Linked DNA regions of Sus scrofa: regions 2, 3 and 4 are each linked to region 1. The links are chromatin contacts, called in public Hi-C, HiChIP or PLAC-seq and promoter capture Hi-C maps. All regions are on one chromosome and are shown on one strand. Each heading gives the region's core, a stretch centred on a gene start, on an enhancer-like site or on the middle of the called end of the contact. The rest is flanking DNA. Distances are from core to core; before and after follow the strand shown.

The links. Promoter capture Hi-C pulls out the DNA fragments that hold promoters and counts their contacts. Hi-C and Micro-C count contacts between places; a contact is called where the count stands out from the background. HiChIP or PLAC-seq counts read pairs in DNA pulled down with a chosen protein or histone mark.
Region 2: a Hi-C map of skeletal muscle shows a contact between it and region 1, with 5 times the contacts expected there. The contact joins the promoter of ELF4 here to the promoter of UTP14A in region 1. A contact is called at or near these places in 2 of 5 promoter capture datasets (fetal liver and liver), 2 of 47 Hi-C or Micro-C datasets (both in skeletal muscle) and 2 of 2 datasets of contacts at active chromatin or transcription factors (alveolar macrophages and skeletal muscle).
Region 3: an H3K27ac HiChIP or PLAC-seq map of alveolar macrophages shows a contact between it and region 1. The contact joins the promoter of AIFM1 here to the promoter of UTP14A in region 1. A contact is called at or near these places in 2 of 5 promoter capture datasets (fetal liver and liver), 1 of 47 Hi-C or Micro-C datasets (fetal liver) and 1 of 2 datasets of contacts at active chromatin or transcription factors (alveolar macrophages).
Region 4: a contact with region 1 is called in a promoter capture Hi-C map of fetal liver, with 3 times the contacts expected there. The contact joins the enhancer-like site here to the promoter of UTP14A in region 1. A contact is called at or near these places in 3 of 5 promoter capture datasets (fetal liver, fetal skeletal muscle and liver), 5 of 47 Hi-C or Micro-C datasets (embryonic fibroblasts, fetal skeletal muscle, fibroblasts and 2 more) and 2 of 2 datasets of contacts at active chromatin or transcription factors (alveolar macrophages and skeletal muscle).

What each region holds. Positions count from the first base shown.
Region 1 is chrX:106,476,790-106,480,479 of Sscrofa11.1, forward strand. It overlaps UTP14A (U3 small nucleolar RNA-associated protein 14 homolog A), which reads left to right and starts at 2,239. Exons shown (of 15, transcript XM_003135366.4): 1 at 2,239-2,394; 2 at 3,461-3,539. The coding sequence starts at 2,369.
Region 2 is chrX:106,659,361-106,662,678 of Sscrofa11.1, forward strand. ELF4 (ETS-related transcription factor Elf-4) reads right to left here and starts at 1,980. Exons shown (of 9, transcript XM_003135369.4): 1 at 1,668-1,980. It overlaps LOC106507037 (a long non-coding RNA gene), which reads left to right and starts at 1,657. Exons shown (of 4, transcript XR_002340829.1): 1 at 1,657-1,766.
Region 3 is chrX:106,706,257-106,709,743 of Sscrofa11.1, forward strand. AIFM1 (apoptosis inducing factor mitochondria associated 1) reads right to left here and starts at 1,867. Exons shown (of 16, transcript NM_001297632.1): 1 at 1,760-1,867. The coding sequence starts at 1,865. It also overlaps a transcript of RAB33A not described here.
Region 4 is chrX:106,614,552-106,617,888 of Sscrofa11.1, forward strand. ELF4 (ETS-related transcription factor Elf-4) reads right to left here. Exons shown (of 9, transcript XM_003135369.4): 9 at 3,196-3,337. Among named protein-coding and RNA genes, the nearest start is that of ELF4, 45 kb to the right of the region's middle. Within about 2 kb of position 1,695, at least 34 of the 83 cell types and tissues checked have an H3K27ac peak or open chromatin away from gene starts, as enhancers often do. A contact at or near this core is called in alveolar macrophages, fetal liver, liver and 2 more, where this site is marked.

The sequences.
Region 1 (3,690 bases), core at 989-3,488:
TCCGAGCACTGGGGGGTTTGATCCCTGGGCTGGCACAGTGGGTTAAGGATCTGGCCTTGCTAGGTCGAGATCTGATCCGTGGCCCAGAACTCCATATGCTGGGGATGACCAAAAATAAATAAGTAGATGAAAAATAATTAGAGCTAACACTTATTGAGCATTTTAATGTAGGACAGGTATTATTCTAAGGGCTTGCCATTTATTCTAGTATATATAGTGAGTGCATATTAATTTATTTAGTTCTCACAGCTATCCAATGTATTATTATAATTCCCATTTTAAAGATAAGGAAACAAAAGCACAGAGAGGTTAAGTGACTAACTCAAGAATAACAAAGCTCGTAAGCAGCAGAGATAAGATTCAAATCCAGAGTCCAGTTCAAAACCCATGCTCTTCGTCCACATGTTGTAATGTTCCCCTTTTATAGAAAACATGACAGCAACACATTCATGGGCTTGAAATTGCAAGGGTCTGATGCAAGGGCAATAATGATAGAAAGGCCGAGAGATTGGTGAGAGAGATTTAGTAAGTAGAACTGACAACGTGAGGGGACCACTGTAAAGCATAAGGGAGAGAGGAATCTAAGATGACTCGGGCTCTTTTTTAAATTTTATGGCAGCATCTGGGTGGAAGTTCCAGGCCAGGGATTGACTCTGAGTGAACTACACCACAGCTGTGGTAACAACAGATACTTTAACCCCACTGTGCCGGACAGAGAATGGAACCCACACCTCCACAGCGACTGGAGCCGCTGCAGTCAGATTCTTAACTCCCTGTGCCACAGCCAGAACTCCCTAACTCAGACTTCTGATTTAATTAACCGGATAGTTGATGGTGCCAGTCTTAGAGATGAGAAATACAGAACTCTGGTAGGGAAGATAGAAATCATTGAACACTTCACGGGTGACCTGCCTGTGGGATAAAAAGGATTGCCAGAAGGCAATCAGAGATAACTAGTCTGAGCTAAGAACGTGGGTTTTTGGAGTTCTCATACAAGTGTTAAAGGCTTAGGAAGAGCATGTGAGATAAACAAACCTCACTGAGTGCAGAACCTAGGGAACATCATTTAGGAAGTACAGAGAAAGTATCCAGCAAAGAAGAGAAGATGGTTACAAAGCTAAGACACCAGGAGAGTGGTGTCATAAAAGCCCAGGATGGAGTTTCCACCACGATAAAATTGTCTTTAATCCCACTAGAAAGTAGACTCTATAAAGTCATGGAACATGTCTGTTTTGTTCACCAATGTATCCCCAGTGCCAGGAGGCCTGGCACATAGTAGAAGGTCAAAAACATTCCCTGAATATGGCTAGGAAAACCAACCAACAGTATTGAATACCACAGAGTTCTGGGCAGACAAGGACAGAGAAGTGTTTTATTTAGGAGCCTCAGGTATCACTGACGATCTTGTCCAGAGCAGGTTCTGTGGAATGGTGGGGGGGAGAAAAGCAAAATGGGAGTGGCTTCGATGAATAAATGCCAAGCCTGTTTTCTTGTATTACTTTTCTACATTAAAAAAATTTTTATTTTCATTTATTTATTTATTTATTTTTGGCCACGCCCAGGCACCAATGGCATATGGAAGTTCCTGGGGCCAGGGATCAACCTGCAGGAATCGACCAGAAGCCGCTGCAGAGACGAGGGATCCTTAATCCGCTGCGCCACAGCCAAAATGCCCCATAATTTTTTTTAATTAAAGAAAAAATTCTTTTTAATTAAAGAAAAATTCTTAAAAGTTGATGGGAGATAAGGAAGTTGCGGCCACTGACACAGCCCATTCTTGGATGAAACTTTGTTACACAGGGAAGTAGGAACTCAGAGCTGCAATTACAAGGGGGCTCGAGGTGAAAGGGGATTTTTCCTTAAGAGAGGAAACTTGCTTTGTCCACCGTCGGATCGCCAGGGCCTAGTACAAAGCTGGCCATTTCCTGGGCGGTCAACCAAGCCTAGAGCTGGCCAGCGGCAGGCTCACAGGGCGCTGTCGATCACGGACGGACGCTAGAGCCTTTCCTTTTGGATCAGGTAGGGACAGGAAGGCTCAACCCAGTTCCTGACAGCGCAGCACCTTCGCACACCTGCGCCGCGTGGAAACCCGGGGCGAGGAGGATCGACTCTGGCACGCCCGCGAGTCGAGGGGTGGGTGGGGAAAGCAAGGCTCCGCCCGCTAAACAAGCTTTTATCTCCTGCCTCCAGGTTCCCCGCAAGCCCCTCCCGAAGTGGCTCCAGTTTCTCGCACGCCTCAGGGGCGGGCCGGAAGTGACGCACCTTGTCGCGCGTGATTGGCGGAAGCAGAAATTGCTTTGCGGCCGGCACGGAAATTGCTTTCCTTTCGGCTTCCGCTCCTGGCCCATGTGAGAGACAGGCTGCCGAGATGAGCGCGAGCCAGGCTGCGAAGAGGTGAGGGGTAGCAGACGGGAGGGGTGGGTCTGGGTCTCGTTGGAAGCCGGGTTCCCCGGCTTTTGAGAAATGGAGTCCTCCTTTTAACTGGCGACAGTTGTTCTCCTCCCAAGACCTCGCCATTCGTTACTATTTCCGTGATCCATCCTTTAGAGCTCTTTTAATTTAATTTAATTCGCCCCCTCTGCTCCTTAGCTTTTTAGTGTCATCCCGGTTGGTCCTGACGAGGCCTCTCCCTCTCCAGCTAAGTTAACATGTTGCACTTTCCTCGAGGAGTCACGTGACTCCTTTTTTCTGTAGCTGCTAGAGAGCGAAACCCTCCGCGCAGGCAGTGCCTGCATTATAAACTCCCTTTTTCTTGGAAACCTTTGCTAACTGTAGTCATCCACGACATTTTCTGTGATCGTTTATGCCTCCCCCAGGGGAAGTAAATACAATCTGTGCAGTAATGGTTACCTTGCGAAGATTGACATATACTGTTAGGTAATGGTAGACTATAATTTGTTTCTGGGTACCAGTCTCCCTAGTTAAGCACCTACTTTGTCAAACAGGCTCCAGGGAAAATGGTATACTCAGCTGCTTCCTTCCCATTTCCCGTTTCCCTATCCCAGAGAACAAGTGATCAAGATGTCACTTTTGAGTAAGCTGCAGCTATACAGATGTCTTCAGTGTGGAGGATGCTTATAAATATTAATGGTGGAATTGCCTTGCCTAGCAACAACGTCTTCTGCCACCTTAGGGTCTGACATTTTTACACCCCTCACCCCCAGAGGTCGGTGGGAAATGCGGTGGCAGTCAATCACCGAAGAGTGTTAGATCTTTTTCATTTGCATGCAGTTCTATATGGGTGCTACTAACCACTGCTCACCTCTTTCAGGTGATGCCTGCCTTCCGTGGTCTAAATTTATTGTCTTGACTAATTTCCAAAAATGCTCACACGGCTGGATTTGCACCTCTTCCAGGGGATAATCTGTTTTGTACTGAGAACTGAAGTTATGTTTTAGAGATTATTTCAATATAAGAAAAGTTATTTCAAGTGACACTATTTCCCTTTCGTCTCCTTTAGCAGCCTTCTGGCTTTAAGCCAACAGGAAGAACTAGAGGATTTGCCAAAAGACTACTCCTTGAGTACCAGTGAAGATGAGGTGGGTGACACTGGCTGCACTGCCTTCTCCAGTTTCCCTTCTGCCTCAAAATTAGGGTAAACTGAGGTTCCTGGAAAGGAAAGGGGTGGCAACATTGTTCATACTTGTTCAAATCTCACAAACAAATTACAGTTACAACTACCCAAAAGTA
Region 2 (3,318 bases), core at 730-3,229, 180 kb after region 1:
ACGTAACAATCTGCCAGGAGGAATTTGCATTCTTGCCCTGCAAAGGTGATCCTGGGCATTTTCAGTGCCAAAGTGCCCTGTCTCCCCACAGGGAAGAGCTAGATCTGATCCCTTCGCCACCCCACCCCCCCACACAAGGCTGACACTCAGGCCAGGGGTTAGCTCGCAGGGGGTGAGTCCCTGATGGGCGTGCCCACCAGCTGTTGGGGCCAAGCAGTGGTGGCTCAGGCCCTGGGGTGGTGATCTCACTTCCGCTGCTACCTCCCCACCTCCCCAGCACTCCTCCCATATGAGGCCCCACCAGGCCAAAATCGAGAAGTCCAAGGTTAACTGTTCCTCCCCACTTTAAGAGCTAATTAAAATGATTAGCCACAACGAACTGTCAAACATTAACCAGAAGAAGCTGCAGGACCAGACAGGCTTCTATCTCGGGCAGAGGGATGAGGGGCAGGAATCAAACGGCCATCAAATCCCATGGCTGGGGTGTGGTGGGGGTGGTGGCGGGGGGTAGCCAGGGACAACCTGGCCAAGGCGCGGAGCCAAGGGGTCAGGAGGCGACTCTGGTCAGGAAGGCTGCATCCCGAGGGAAGGGCGGCAGAGTGAGGGTGCGATGGAGGGACCAGAAATTCAGAAAGCCGCCGCCTCAGCGGTCTCCAAAGGCAAGGCGCTGACGGTCGGGGACCGGCGCTGCGCGGCTGCTGCGTCCCCGAGCCGGCGGCAGAGGAGGGAACAGAGAGGCGGGAGAAGCCGGGAGAGCGGGAACGCGGGAGCGGGAAGGCTGGCGGCCGGCTCACACGGAAACTCTGGCCGCTGCCAAGAGGTCTCTATTTTGGCAATCCAATTATCCAAGTCATAGGTGTGTGTGTGTGTGTGTGTGTGTGTGTGTGTGTGTGTGTGTGTGTGTGTGTGTGTGTGTGTGTGTAGAGGCAGAGAGGGAAAGGGAAAGAGAGAGAGAGAGAGAAAGAGAGAGAGAGTGTGTGTGTGTGTTACCCTAAGGCGTCTGGTCCCAGAAGCCCTAGAGGCCGCCAGATCAATCTAGCAGCCCCGCCGCAGTGAGGCCCGACCTCCCGCCCTCGGGCCCCGAGCTTTGGGGGCCGGCTGTCACGATCGGCCCGGTCACGGACCCCGGGCTGCTCCGGGAGCGCGCAGACCGGCCCCCACCCTGACACGGGAAATCGATTCCGCTTCAAACCCGGGATCAGGAGTCCGGGTTCCCCACTGAACACGCGGTGGGGCGAGGCAAGGGCGGGACGCGACACGCCGCCGCTCTCCCACCCTTTCCTGGGCCCCCAACCCCTACGCCCCGGGGCGGCCCCGGCGTCCCCGATCCCGCCCTCAGGCAAACTTTCCGAGGTCCCCGAAGGCTCGGAGAACTGGCGCCATCGACGTACCTGAGGCCGAGAGGGCTCGGTCGTCAGGCCGGGGTCTAGCTCCCCGCTCCAAGGGCCGGGACGCCGATCCTCAGCCCCGCCAGCCCGCCTTCTCCCCTCAGAAGCCGGGCCCGGCGAGTGGAGCCGGGACCTCGGCGCCGGCGAAAGGAGAAGTGGAAGTTGAGCGCGGCGCCCGGTCGGTCCCCGCGGCCGCCGGGGCCACCGTCCCCCTCCCTCCTTCCCTCCCTCCTCTCCTCCCTGCCCGCCTGCCCCCGCGGCCCCGCGCCCGTGACTCACCTCGGCGCCGGGGCAGGCTGGTCCGGGCGGGCGAGGCGCAGGGCTCTCCCACACGTCGCGCCGCCAATGGCAAGTTGGAGGGCGAGATGCAAATACCAGGTGAGACGGCGGCGCCCCTGATAAAACGACTCCGGGGGGCGGGGTGGAGTGCGAGGGGAGCCGGGTGGACGCCGGGGAGGGCCAGGCCGGGGGAGGGGGCGGCGGGGGCGCCCGGGGAGGGGGCGCGAGCCAGCGGAGACCTGCACTCAGACAACCGAGCGAAAGGGGAAATTGCACTAGAGACACACACGTCCCCGCAGGCGGCGGCTGGGGCGGGCGCGAAGGAGGCAGGGCGGGAGGGAGGGAAGAGCCTGAGGGAGGGACCGACGGGAGGGACCGCGGGCGGGCGGGGTGGGGGAGGGCGCGAGGGAGGGACGAGGCGTCTTGGTGGAAACAGCGCCCCTCCACCCCCGGCCCGCCGCGGTCGCCAGCACGGCAGGGGGAGCCGTGCCAGGGGCCCGCGCGGCCTCTCCTTCCCCTCCCGGCTCGCTCGCCCCCGGGGGACCACGAGAACCCGGCTCCCGCAGAGCCCCACGGCGCGCGCCCAGCGTCCCTCACGCGGCGCTTCCCGGGGACCCCCGCAGCTCCCGGCGGGGAGCCCCCACACAATGCCTCGCGGAGAAAGCCACTCCATTCCCGGGGTGGGGGGACGGGGGCGGGGGGGGCTCCGGGTGGCTGTGTCCGGCCCCCTCGGCCTGTGGGCTCCACTCGCTTGACGCCTTTGGCCCTGCGCTCCAGATTATTATTGAGCGCCTGCTGTGTGGCGGACCTGGCGTGAGGGCGGGCCAAGCGGGTGGGTGAGGCCGGGAGATGCCCAGAGGATACAATTCGGGATGGTACGCCAGACACCGCGGGATCCCAGGCCAATGCATCGTGCACTGGGCGTGACTAGAGAGTTTGGGGGATTTCTTAGGGAAGTGGAGCCTAGGGCTCCCAGTGGGCGAGGCCAGGAGGATATGAATGGGGGGGAGGGTTGGGGGGAGAGGGGCCGGTGCAGCAGGTGCAAAGGTGGCCAGAGTTGGGGTGCTGGGAAAAAAGCTCGTGTCCCTCTTCTGTCCAAAGCCAGGCTGCTCTGCTTAAGGCACCCACTTGAACCCCAGTCTCCCATTCTACCTCCCCCTTACCCTCTCCTCTGACCTGCCCCAGCAGCCCTACCAGCTACCCCAACCTGATCCCACAGCCAGGAGGTTCTAAGCGGGGGGAGTTGGCTGGGAATTGTCACTTCTTATGGCTCTACATGGTCTGGGGGAGGGGCCCAGCCAGGCCTCAGGCCGGCATCTCCTTGGCAGAAAGCAGCAAAGCGGAAAGGGCCCCAGGGGAGGAGGCCCTGTGAGAGGTGGGGGTGGTCCGAGGGCCTGAGGTTCAGGGATCTGCTCAGCCACCAGCATCTGTCTGCTTCCCCAGCCGCAGGAAAGGATAGTCCCTGGCACAGCACAGGGGAACAGGGCTGGTGGTGGATGATGGTGGGGAAGACAGCTGCAGAGTTTCCAGGGAAAGACCCAGGGGCTGGACTGGGGCACCGGGGCACCTTGAGACCTCTTGTCTACCTAAACCTAAGTCCCTGAATAAAGAGCCAAGAGCAATATTTCACTTGTAAGCAGGCACACTTTCC
Region 3 (3,487 bases), core at 617-3,116, 230 kb after region 1:
ATGTCTAATAAACCAATTTACCTTTGTAAATCCATACTTAGTTGATGAGAACGTTTTTGGTCAGATTTCATAATGCTGGCAAAAATTGTGAGTTGTTTCTTTTCCTTTTGTTTTTTAATGGTTTTTATTTTTTCCATCATAGCTGGTTTACAATGTTCTGTCAATTTTCTACTGTACAGCAAGGTGACCCAGTCATACATAAATATATACATTCTTTTTCTCACTCCTTTTTTTTTTTTTTTTTTTTTTATTGGCAGCATAGGTGGCCTAAGGAAGTTCCCAGGCCAGGGACTGAGTCCAAGCCTTAGCTTCGAGCTACGCCTGCAGGGCAACAGGGAATCTTTTAACCCACTCAGTGGGCGGGGGGTGGGGGTCAAACCTGAGCTTCTGCAGGGACCTGAGCCACTGCAGTTGGATTCCGAACTCACTGCACCACTGCAGGAACTCCTCCTCAGGATCTCTATTGCCAATAATTCTTAGTTTTCCCACAAAACAATTTAGGCAAAATAAGTACATAAAGTTTGAAAGGCCAGTGTGTGTAGATGAAAATCTTCAGCTTACTTAAGTTTCTGTGTAAATTTCTGGGCAACTTTCGAATACCCCTAGCCTGGGAACTTCCATATGCCTTGGGTGCAGCCCTTAAAAAAAAAAGAAAGTAAAAGAGAAAAAAGAAAGAAAAGGCCTCAAGGATCATTTCTCACATTGCAAATATGAATATCTTCAGGTGGCCATTCAAAGATTATTGACTAAAAAACCCACAAAACAGCACCTCCTACAGGTAGATGATTCTTTACCCCTCTGAAGTTGTGCAGGTTGAAGATTAGCAGGCTCGAGATAAGCTTGGATACATTCAAGGGTATCTGATGCACAACCGGCTGAAGGGGAACCGCATTCATTCTTAACCTTCTGAGGTCAAATTTTAGAAAGCAATGTGGAGTTAGGGCGAGGGGATTAGGGAAATAAAGACTGGAAAACTATACTTTGCTCTGCCTATTAATTAGGTTTGTGACCTTGGGCATGTAATTTCACCTGTCTTTGCCTCGGTTTATTATCTATAAAATGAATGGGTTGAACTTTACCACGAAATCCCTTCCAGCTCTAACATTTGATGAAACAACTTCATGGAGGGCAAATGCAATGCGTTCTGCAAACTGTTTCTTAGAAGCATTAGAGACCAGCAAGAATTCCACTGACCAGACATGTCAAATGAATTCTGGGCCAACTCTTCCTGGTGTCTGGCGCATAGCCGACTGACTCTTTACTTTCATTGCACTGTTTCTGCTTCTCAGGGCGCTCAAATCTATGAATCACAGGTGGGGTTTGGAAGGTAGGCAGGCAATATACTCATTTACAAAAGGACCTGAGGTGTCGAGCTTAAACGTCCTGCTTAGGGCCTCACAACCGACAAACGACAAAGTCGACTTGACCTCACGGCTCTAAAAAGGCCAACTGGGGGTGGCTGCGAGGTGGCATCGGACAATAGGAGACAGCCAGCTGGTCTGTTATCCCCGAACAGCAAAGCCTCCCAGGAAAAGGCCTCAAGCCGACTACTGGGCTCAAATCCCCTGAAGGTCAGGTCAGCACGATTTGCGAAACTCACAGTTTAGATCTCTCCACCTCGGAATTTAGCGACTGTGAGTGTGTTTAGTTTTTCCCCTGGGGTGGGGGTGGGGTGGGCTTAGGACTGAGAGGCAAAGAGAGCCTTTGGAGCCCAGGCCTTTGGACTTCGAGGTGGGGGTTACCGGGATGGGTCAATCACCTGGGAGCCGGTTCCTCTGCCTCGGGCCTCGGACGCACACCGTCCGCACCAAGGGCGCCAGCTTCTGCTTCAAAGCACCCGCCGCCAAGCCTCCACACCGGAACATTTCGGCAACCGCTACTCTGGACCGCCGCCTCCTTTCCTTTCTTCTTACGCACCGACGGACGGGTCAAACACCAAGGGCCCCGGGCCGTTCCCCTTGCTCCCTTCACACGCACTCTACGCAGGCTCCTCCTCCCAGCTCCGGGTGGGCATTGGACAGCTAAGCCGGCCAGCTCCGGCAGGGAAGGGGAAGAGCGCCTGGAGGCCTACTGCGCAGGCGCGATGCTCAGCGCCGCATTGCGATTGGCCCGCACGGCGAGAAGCTGTGCGCATGTGCCTAGCTGCCCTCACACTTGCAAAGACCCCAGCCGGAGTTGCTAGCTATTTTCCGCAGGTTGGTGGCAACACGTGTGGGTAAGCGCTTTTGGAAAGCTGCCCGAGGAGCGGCTGATGGGGCCGCTCTGCCTGGTTGTGGCCAGTACTGCTGCGGTAACAGTACCTCACAAAGCGTGGCCTCAGCGCCGCGGTTTAGTCTTCTGTTTTAGGTTCCTAATTACTAGGTAATAAGCCTTCCGGATTCTCTTGCTGAAGTCCACTTCCAGTCTTTCCACAGGGCCTGCCGGGGAACCTGGCTTCCCAGATTCGGAGCGGACTTCCGTCTTTTACAAATTGCTGGCGCTTTCCTACCAAGCGCCTGTTTCCTGGACCAGTAGACATTCCGCTCACTCTTTCCCATACCACTTTTATACTGTGCGGTTCTGTGTCCTAGATGCTGTACCGGGTGCTGCGGTAGTCGGCTGTTACGGCTTCGGTGCTTGAGAGCAGGATGCCGGCAAAAAGAGTTTGTGCTTCACCGACTTTATATGAGAGAAATCCTAAGCAGATTTTTTAAAAGAGTTGGAGGAGTAGGGTGAGAGGCTGAGTGCAGATAGGTGTTTTGACTCTACCACATGTAAGCTAAATTGGAAATAAACTTTGGGCTGTATGCAAAATATGTCTTTTTCAAAGCTTTGAGTTACATGTTTGGTTAACAAGTATTGAGCACTTGCCATTTGGACTGTGCTATGAGAGGAGCTCTGGGGGATGTGAATAGTATAGGAAGTGGTCACTGTCTGATTGGGAAGATGACATACACTGGTCATTTAAATATCTGATGTAGTGCCAGAGCAAGAGAAAAGTATGGGATGGAAAAGCTAAGGAATGACTTCATACAAGAAATGTTACTTAAGCTACATCTTGAAGGATGAGTATTAAAATTCAAATAGACAATGGAGAAGGGATGATATTTCAGATGGTGAATTCATTGGGACCCAAAGTAATATTTTCAGTGGTCAAGCACCATTGACTTTGGATCCCTTCTGCCCCAAGTTGAATCCTGGCTCTGCCACTTGGAAAAGTCACTTGTGCTTCAGTTTCCTCATCTATCAATCTCATAGGGTTGTTATGAAGATTACATGACCTAATATTTGTAAAGTATTTTACAGGATGCATCATGTTGTTTAAATAGCTTGGAGGTATAAAACAAACAAACCCCAGCACATTTATAGGGGACAATGACAGAGAGTACATACTAAGAAGTAAATAAGGACAAGTGAATATGGTAGGGCCAGATTTGAACTGGTAAAAGAATTTAGCCCTAATCTTGTAGGTGATGAAGTTATTATTTTTAGTGGATTAAGGATAGAA
Region 4 (3,337 bases), core at 445-2,944, 140 kb after region 1:
ATGCCTAGTTGACAAGTAGGAAAATGGGAATTGGGAGGGGCAGGGAAGAATCTTCGAACTAAGCGGACATCTGAGCACGGGCTGGGAGATAAAGAGGAGGGTCGTGTGTACAAGAAACTGCAACCCACTTCAGTGTCATGGCAGCTTGAAGGGACAAATGGGGAAGGAGGGTGTAGGAGCCCTACCGGCTGTGCCAAGGAGCATGGCTTTGACCTTTGCCTTGAACGATGGGGAACTATGGGAACTCTTGAAACTGGGTAGTGACAGAGGCTTTTTTTTTTTTTTTGGTCTCCTTAGGGTCACTCTCGCGGCATATGGAGGTTCCCAGGCTAGGGGTCTAATTGGAGCTGTAGCTGCCGGCCTACACCACAGCCACAGCAACGCTGGACCCTTAACCCACTGAGTGAGGCCAGAATGGAACCTCCTGTCCTCATGAATGCTAGTTGGGTTCGTTAACCGCTGAGCCATGACGGGAACTCCAAGGCTTTTTTGACTTTACTACATTGGTAAAAATGTGTTGGAGGTAGGACAGGCAGAGGGAGGGGAAAGGGCGATTGCTTGAGATTCAGAAGGAAGGATGATGAGTGAGTGGTGGGGGTACTATAAAGATTTCCATTTAGGGCAGGAGGGAGATGCTGTGGGCAAAATCAGAATGACCCCAAAGGACCAGGAAATGGTCCTTTGGGAACCCATGGACAGCCTTGGGGGCTTGGGTTTGGGTGTGAGGGTACACACACCCCTTTATTTCTCTGGAGAAAGTGAGTTAAAAGTGGAACCAGGAGTTCCCGCTGTGGCTCGCTCAGCGGTTAACGAACCCGACTAGCATCCATGAGGACAGGAGGTTCCATCCGTGGCCTCGCTCAGTGGGTTGGGGATCTCGAGTTGCTGTGGCTGTGGTGCAGGCCGGCGGCTACAGCTCCGATTGGACCCCTAGCCTGGGAACCTCCATATGCTGAGGGTGCGGCCCTAAAAAGACAAAAAGACCAAAAACAAAAGTGGAACCAGACAGCAGTTTCTTGTCTCTCGCTTTCAGATTCCTTTCCCCTCACCTCTGGAGTCCTTTCACTACCCTTCTCCCAGAGTGGAAAGATCAAAGTAGGAGGTTTGGACTGTGAATCCCATAAAGCAGGAGGTAAATCAGCATCCCTGGTCCACACTGGGGTGAGGATGCTGGCCTCTTACTAAATGAGCTGATCCTTTCAGTACAGCCTGGGGGAAAGGGCCTGCCCACCGCTTAACACCCAGGCTGACCTCAGGTGAGCGAGAACCTAATCTTTTGGACCTAAATGGGGCTCAATTTACGGACGACACAGGAGAATCACATTGAGTAAACACGGCTGTTTAGCCGGAGTTAGTTCCTCCTACATGCTGAAGTCACGAGCCGAGTTAATGATGGCCTTACCAGAATGTTCCTCTTTGGGGCGCAGGGTTGAAAGGGAGGCCCTGCTCAAGTCTCACTCTCCCTGAGAAAGGGCCATTCCTCCGCTCTCCCTGCATCGCCGTTTAGGTCGGGGTGGTGAATTGGGCGGTAAACTCCTGTCGGTTCCGTATTCTAACCTATGAGGGTCCCGCCCCTGCTGAGACGTGTGTGCGTGTGTGTTTGGGGTGGGGGGGGATGGAGTCGGCCCCGAGGACTGCCTGCTTAGCTGCCAGGAGGAGGCGCCAAGTGCTCGGGCCTTCTGGACCCCGCAGCGGGGCGGGCCGGACTCCACGTGTTCCTCTAGACTACAGCTTTCCACGGCCGGCAAGGGGCGCTGGCCAGACGCAGCGTTGTGCAGCTGGGCTCGGATGTCACCCCGTCCGCATGCCGGCCCCCCAGGAGCCCGGGCTCGTGCCGCGGGCGGCCGCAGCCATCCGCGGGCAAACGGCTGTCGCCGGCGCCCGGATCGCTGATTTCACGGTTGAAAGCGGCGCCGCGTGAAAGTATAGCTACAAGCAGGCCGCAGTGGGGAGGTGGGCCAGGCCAGGCGCCCGGCGGCACGGGGCGGTGGCCGGGGCTCACTCGCACAGCCAGGACAAGAGCGGCTGCCGGCGCTGAAGGCTAGGCCAGCCGCGTGCTCACCTGCTAGTCCGGGAGGCGGGGGGACGGGGGGGGGCGGTGAAGGGGGCGGGGCCAGGGCGCGGCCGGCCAATGGGGAGAGGGCATTCAAAGGACTGCTAAATCCCCCCCCCCGGAAAGTGGAGGGGGCGGGGGCCCTGGGGAAAGTTCCAAGATCTCGAGCGAAGAAAGGCCTTGGTTGAGGGCTCACGGTCAGGACAGAGGGACGGGAAGATGTCGGCTTCGGCTGTCTCTCTCTGGAGCGGCAGGCCCCGCCCTGGCCACCTCTCCCTTCCCCGGCTCCGCCAGGCCGCCCGGCCGCCCGCCCGCCCGCCTTCGCTGGCTCCACAGCGCCACCTGCTGGACACGGGCCCCCAGCCTGGCGTGCCAAGGCGGCGGCTGTTGCTGCGACCCACCGCCTTGGCCTCCCAAGCCTGGGAGCGGCCCAGAGGGCAAAGAGCTCACTCACCTCAGATCCAGCGGCCTTTGAGCCGGAGACACTTGCCTCTTTAAAAATACATGATCGGGGAGTTCCCGTTGTGGCGCAGTGGTTAACGAATCCGACTAGGAACCAGGAGGTTGCGGGTTCGGTCCCTGCCCTTGCTCAGTGGGTTAACGATCTGGCGTTGCCGGGAGCTGTGGTGTAGGTTGCAGACGCGGCTCGGATCCCGTGTTGCTGTGGCTCTGGCGTAGGCCGGTGGCTATAGCTCCGATTCAACCCCTAGCCTGGGAACCTCCATAGGAGCAGCCCAAGAAATAGCAAACAAAACAAAACAAAACATGGTCGGGTCTGAAAGACTAATAATATTTCTTGCCCCGCCCCTTCCACCGGACCTGACATTTCTACCACTCGGTTCCACCCAAAGATGAGGCCATAGTGATGTCCCAGGAAGGGGTCATCAGCAAAAGGCAGGAGTTCAGAGTCCCTCGAGGCACCTGGTGACAGCAAGTCACTGCAGGAAGCAGCCTTGCGTTCCTTGTGTACCCTGGTGTCCTGGGGTGGCCACAGACATGGGGAAAGGAGGCAGCTGCCCATAGCGCTGTAAGAGGGGTCAGCAGCGGTGGTGGCCCCCAAGAACGGGCTGTCCTTCTCCCTCCCCTCTTGTCTGCCTTAGTATAGGGCTGAAATCCTCACGATTAGAAACAGGACTCATTCATTCTTTCCATAAACATTTATTGAGCACCTACTGTGTGCCAGGCACTGTGCTAGGCGCTGGGGATACATCAGTGACTAACACACAGTCCCTGTCCTTGAGGAGCTCACAGTCTATTGGAGGGAAAACATACATAAACACATAG